Linked DNA regions of Mus musculus: region 1 is linked to region 2. A link is a contact called in public HiChIP or PLAC-seq data. All regions are on one chromosome and are shown on one strand. Each heading gives the region's core, a stretch centred on a gene start, on an enhancer-like site or on the middle of the called end of the contact. The rest is flanking DNA. Distances are from core to core; before and after follow the strand shown.

Evidence for each region. HiChIP or PLAC-seq counts read pairs in DNA pulled down with a chosen protein or histone mark.
Region 1: a contact with region 2 is called in an H3K27ac HiChIP or PLAC-seq map of VIP interneurons, with 2.6 times the contacts expected there. The contact joins the enhancer-like site here to the promoter of Cck in region 2. A contact is called at or near these places in 6 of 39 promoter capture datasets (the HPC-7 cell line, the SN4741 cell line, frontonasal cranial neural crest and 3 more), 4 of 484 Hi-C or Micro-C datasets (the HPC-7 cell line, the N1E-115 cell line, bone marrow-derived macrophages and 1 more), 3 of 115 datasets of contacts at active chromatin or transcription factors (VIP interneurons, embryonic stem cells and intestinal villus epithelium) and 4 of 9 other capture datasets (adipose tissue, liver, macrophages and 1 more).

What each region holds. Positions count from the first base shown.
Region 1 is chr9:121,531,210-121,534,036 of GRCm38.p6, reverse strand. No RefSeq gene overlaps it. Among named protein-coding and RNA genes, the nearest start is that of Cck, 37 kb to the right of the region's middle. Within about 2 kb of position 1,301, at least 5 of the 459 cell types and tissues checked have an H3K27ac peak or open chromatin away from gene starts, as enhancers often do. A contact at or near this core is called in VIP interneurons, where this site is marked.
Region 2 is chr9:121,494,387-121,497,290 of GRCm38.p6, reverse strand. It overlaps Cck (cholecystokinin), which reads left to right and starts at 1,597. Exons shown (of 3, transcript NM_031161.4): 1 at 1,597-1,693; 2 at 2,759-2,904. The coding sequence starts at 2,761. The region is part of intron 1 of Gm38661 (a long non-coding RNA gene); the gene reads right to left.

The DNA.
Region 1 (2,827 bases), core at 52-2,551, 37 kb before region 2:
ACAGTAATTAACAGTCCTGACAATCTTCCACAGACATGTCCTCAGGCCAGTTTTGATCTTGGGATTTCATCTGAGACTCATCTACTGACCAATTTCTAGGTTGTATCAAATTGGCAATTTAAGATAGAAGGGACAGGATATGCATATTAAAGATTGCACTCATGTAGGATCAAGTAGGGGCCAGCACTCTGCTGGAAGCTGAACTAAAGGCCATTTATGTTACTCGTTGTCAAAGAACTTGTCAACATTTTCCCTGTGTCCTGGAAATTTGAGTGAAGCTGAGTTTTAAAAAATGGGATAATTAATTTGGCAGAGCAGTGTTCACGACATTGGGGGTGTGGCGTGGTTATTCCTCGGCTGCTTTTATCTTGCCTTACAGTGAGACTTGGGACTAAAGAGCAGAGCAGAAGGATTTGAAAAACACCCAGTCGAGCTAAGGAGAGGAATGAGTTAAAGTTTGCATACATTGTGTGTGGTCATCAAAGAGACTGAAGCCATTAAAATGAGGCCTGGCGCTTTCCATGGAGGAAATAGGAAAGAAATCAGCCCCATCTGCTGTAGGCTCCCGAGTGTAATAAGAAGTTCATTGTAGCCCAGGCTGGCCTTGAACTCATGATCCTCCTGCCTCAGTCTCCTGAGTGTTGGGATTACAGATGTGTACCACTGCATCTGCCACCGCCGAATGTTTCTTGTTAGTTGAAGGATGATTCCTGTCTTGGGAGAAATTGCCTGCTCTGACAGACAGGAGCAGTCTGAGTTCCCTGAAGGGCAGATCATGAAGCCCTCACAGGGGGATGAGAGAACTTGGCCTCACTGAAGAGGAAGCCACAAGAAAGTGTAAGATGGAAGGGTTGAATTTGACACTAGTACAACTCTAGGGCAATGGCCAATGGATGTCATTGGGAAAGTGTTTCAAATACAGCGGTGGCTCAGTCCAGAGGCTGCCAACCAAACCAGCCCAGAGAAAAGCAATTCCAGCAATGTCACTGCATACTTCATTGTTCAAGTGGCTTAAAATGTATGGAGTCCCAAACCAACACTCTGGAGAGTGCTTGAGATCTCCAGCCTCCATAGGTGTGGAGGGCATCCTCGAGCAAGCACACACAATTGCTTCAAGTCGGTCTTCTCTTCCTCTCTGTTCTCCTGAGCAGAGTGCTGGGGAGAGTCAAGCGCAAAGCCTGGTCTGGTGGACAAAGAAAACGATGTTTACACTCATAAAAAATTCAGCCCTAATTATACCCCTGGAAGCCAGCAGGCATTGTGAGATCATGTGCCCAGGGTGTTCATCTTGTTAATAGTTGCTGGCCACGGGTACTTATTTTCCGTGCCATTCATAAAGCCTTTGTGACGGGCAGAAACTGCTTGCGTCAGTCCACGAAATTATAAGATAGAAAGAACATTATGGTAATACTTTGGGAATATTTTTATTTAGCATTCGGTCATAAGAATGTCTTTCCTCGGGGCTGGTGAGATGGCTCAGTGGGTAAGAGCACCCGACTGCTCTTCCAAAGGTCCAGAGTTCAAATCCCAGCAACCACATGGTGGCTCACAACCATCCGTAACAAGATCTGACTCCCTCTTCTGGAGTGTTTGAAGACAGCTACAGTGTACTTACATATAATAAATAAATAAATCTTAAAAAAAAAAAAAAAAAAAAAAAAAAAAAAAAAAAAAAAAGAATGTCTTTCCTCTCGTTAGCGATGTATCCTAGCAGATAAATGAAGCAGGGATCGTAGCAGGGCCCTTAGAATTGTGTGACCCAGCGCTGGAGAAACAGCTTGATCCAAAACCAAGTGTTAGCAGGGCCAAGCTCCTTTGAAGACTCCAGGGCGCAGAGTCCTTCTTTGCTTCTTAAGTCTCTGGTGCTTCCCAGAGTTTGCTGGCTGCTACTGAGACACACACTTCCTGTTTTCATGTGTACTGTCCCCCACATACCCTCCCCAGTCCCCTGCACCTCTGTGGTGTGATGTCCTCTCCTCTTCCTGTAAAGATGTTAATCATGGGAAGGTTCGAACTTGAAACTCTTAGATAATTACATCTGCGAGTTGTGTTCCATCCTGAGGCGTCTGGTGTGCACTAGCTTTGAGGGACACTCACTATCTAACCAGGAGGCAACTCCTGCCCCACACGTGCTCTCTGATATGTTGCATTTCCTCACAGAGAGTCTGGAGTCTGGATTTCTGGCTTTTGTACATCCAGAGTTTTGGGTTTGTTTGGTTTTATTTTGTTTGATTTCCGGACTCTTTGGTTTTCCTCACGGGGCACACAAAGCAGGCACTGAGTCTCTGAGGCACCACCTCACCTCCTGGATGCTGTTCATACTTCCCGTTCATCTGGTCCATCTCCACAGTCACCACTTCAGTTCATGCTCTCTTCCCCATGATTGGCTCACAGCAGATTTCCTCACTTCCAGCCTTTAGCATCTAGAATGTTCTCTGTAAGTCTGACAAGTCTTTCTCCTACATACAAACTTTTGATGAACTGATTAACTACAAACTTCATCATGATCTATACTTCTCAACTCCATCTTCCCAGAACAAAAAAAAAAAAAAAAAGACTTCCCTGATCAGCCCAGGCTAGCCTTTCTTCACCAGACTTCCCTGATCAGCCCAGGCTAGCCTTTCTTCACCAGACTTCCCTGATCAGCCCAGGCTAGCCTTTCTTCACCACACTTCCCTGATCAGCCCAGGCTAGCCTTTCTTCACCAGACTTCCCTGATCAGCCCAGGCTAGCCTTCCTTCCCCAGACTTCCCTGATCAGCTCAGGCTAGCCTTCCTTCCCCAGACTTCCCTGATCAGCCCAGGCTAGCCTTCCTTCCCCAGACTTC
Region 2 (2,904 bases), core at 348-2,847:
CCGCCCTTGGCTATTAGTGCAGATCTGAACTCAGTTCCTTGTACTTGCAGGCAAGCACTTCACTGGCTGAGCCGCCTCCCAGTTCCAGCTCCAGGCCCCCGGCTCCCAAAGGTGTTTATTTGTGTGGGTATTTATTTTGTCCAGTCTTGGTCACACCGCATCCTCAGGGGCTGGGCACAGTTCATAAATCTTGAGGCAAGCGATGGAGGGAAGGAGGCAGCTAAGCGTCCATATCTCAGCCACCGACCCAGGGAAGTCAGCGCCTGTGGATTCTGACCATATCGAACAGCCTTGTGCCCAGCTGCTTTATCCACAATTCCGGACATGCTCGATCTGTCACAGATACATTCCCACAACCTGAGCTGTCTTGTGCGGGAAATCACCCCACAGCATTTAATCTGTTGCTGTTTAAAACATGTTGCCTCTAGGTTGCAGACACCGCTAGAGCCACAACCATGAACCTAAACTCTTGGCATCACTTGCTGTTTCTCATAGTCCCCCTCAGCCGGAAGTCCCCAAACTGTGTGCCTTTTCTATTTAGAAAGAGTTTCTAACCCTTTCTCCATTCACCCTAGCTTGACAGGGTTGAGGGCATGGTTGCCCTGGCTGGTGGTGACCCCAAGTTACAAGCTAGCAGCAAGGAGGTTGCTGTGGGGCTTCCTCAGTATGTGTTCTGTGGAATGGGGTTAGAGGGATTCAGCAAATTCTAGCACCCTGGGCATAGATAATCACTTTGTTATGTGAGAACTGGGGGTTGCAGGATTGTGCGCACTACAGCAGAGAGAGCCCCCTCTCTCCTTCTTGCTTGGTAAGAGTCTTTTTCTCAGCCAAGATCCTCATCACCCAGCGAAATCCCATAACTTTAGAGGGACTAGACTGGAAAGGGTGATCTGAGCTCTTGGGAAGGTGCGAGCCCAGCCCGCATGGCTCAGCCAGCCAGAGCTTGGGAGTGCCTGAGACACTCTCTGGCGCCACTTCACGACCAAAAGCATCAGTAGATGATAGGCCCCTGGGAAGTCGTCGTGGAAAGAAATTACAAATCTTTTTCCCAGAGGCTTTTCGCAGAAAGGCAGGAGCTGCACCCGATCTTACAATTGTGTAAGAATAGAATCCAGGATGCCAACTGCAATTGAGTTCTGAAAAATTGGGAGCCCGATTTCCCTCTCTTACTTGTGAGAGCCCACTCAGGTCTGAGGTGGTCCCAGAGAACACACCAGGATTACATCTGCTGACACCCAGCCTGTGAGGGTCCCCCAGTTTCCTTGAAGGATTTGATCCCCAAAGCTCACTGAACTTGGTCAGCTTCTCCATTGCAGATAAACTCCTGTTTTTCACCGAGAGTGGAGGTGGCACCCTCCCTGAGGTGGACTCTGCACAGGCGCCGAACAGGTGGGAAGGAAGCTCTTTAGATAAAGAGTAAGACCCATGCAAAGTGCCCCCCTGGGAGGGGCTATCCTCATTCACTGGGACGCTTCCCTTCTCTCCGGAGGGCCACATCAATCGGTGGTCCCTCCAGTGGCTGCCTCTGAGCACGTGTCCTGCTGGACTGCGTCAGCACTGGGTAAACAGATGACTGGCTGCGAACCGGGAGGAGCTATTTAAGAGCAGTCACCCTCCCGCCTGCCCTCAACTTAGCTGGACTGCAGCCTTCTCCGCTGGAACTCGCCAAGCCAGCTGATTTCCCCATCCAAAGGTAAGTAGCTGGCTGATCCAACAATCTTGAGTGTGAAGAATATTGGCCTGCAGCTTTGCACCTCTTGCTGTTTAGTCTTTCCTTTTTCTGTGCCTTCCCTCCCTTGACAGCTAGAAAGATTTCCTGAAGTCAGAAATAGCCTTAAAATGCATCTGGGTGGGTACTGCTGCGGAGAGACTTGTTGTATGTTCTGTTTACAGCAAGGCTGGGAATAGCCACTCTTAGGGTTTCTCTGCTGTTCGGAGCACTTTGCAATCATTTAAAAGAAACTACCTAGAGGTTTAAAGATTTATGCCCATTTTCTAAATGCTGCATTAAAAAAATTTTAAGGCTTTGGGGAATAAAAACACATCATTATGATACAGCACCCATCTGCTCAGTTCTCAAGTGTAGCAGGGCTTTGGCCACATCTGAGGACTGGGCACAGATTTCTGGCTTTTGCTTTGTATAGTGACTTCCCGTAAAACGCAGAAGAATCTATATAAATACAGCTTCTTTTTATGGGCCCACACTTAAAACGGCGTTTCCCAGTGTCCTGACATTTTTAATGTAGTGAATAAATTTAATCTCTCACATTTCTCTCCAGAAGTATCCTCCCCGTGTTTGTCTGTCCGTTTGTCTTTCTGTGTCTCTCTCTGTCTCTCTGACTCTCTCTCTCTCTCTCTCTCTCTCTCTCTCTCTCTCTCTCACACACACACACACACACACACACACACACACACACACACACACGCTTCATTCTGCTTTTCTGGTTAGAAGAGAGATGAGCTACAAAGGCGTCCTGGAACTTCAGGAAAGCAAGAGGAAACGCTGCTTCTGATCAGGGCAGAAAAATCGGGACTCTGCGGGATTCCCAGGTCCCAGGTGTGGATAACACAAAAGCCAGGCAGAAATTATCGCGGTGGCCAGGGCGCATCTAGGAACTTCGCTTGGCTACGGTTGAGCCAGTCTGACCCGGCTGCAGCCCCCATGTTCAGCCTCAGCCGACTTCTGTGTGCGGGACTTTGGGCTGGAGCACGCTGAGGCCAGTCTTTGGTTCACTCTCCTCGCCTTTGCTTCCCATAGCCATGAAGAGCGGCGTATGTCTGTGCGTGGTGATGGCAGTCCTAGCTGCTGGCGCCCTGGCGCAGCCGGTAGTCCCTGCAGAAGCTACGGACCCCGTGGAGCAGCGGGCGCAAGAGGCGCCCCGAAGGCAGCTGCGGGCTGTGCTC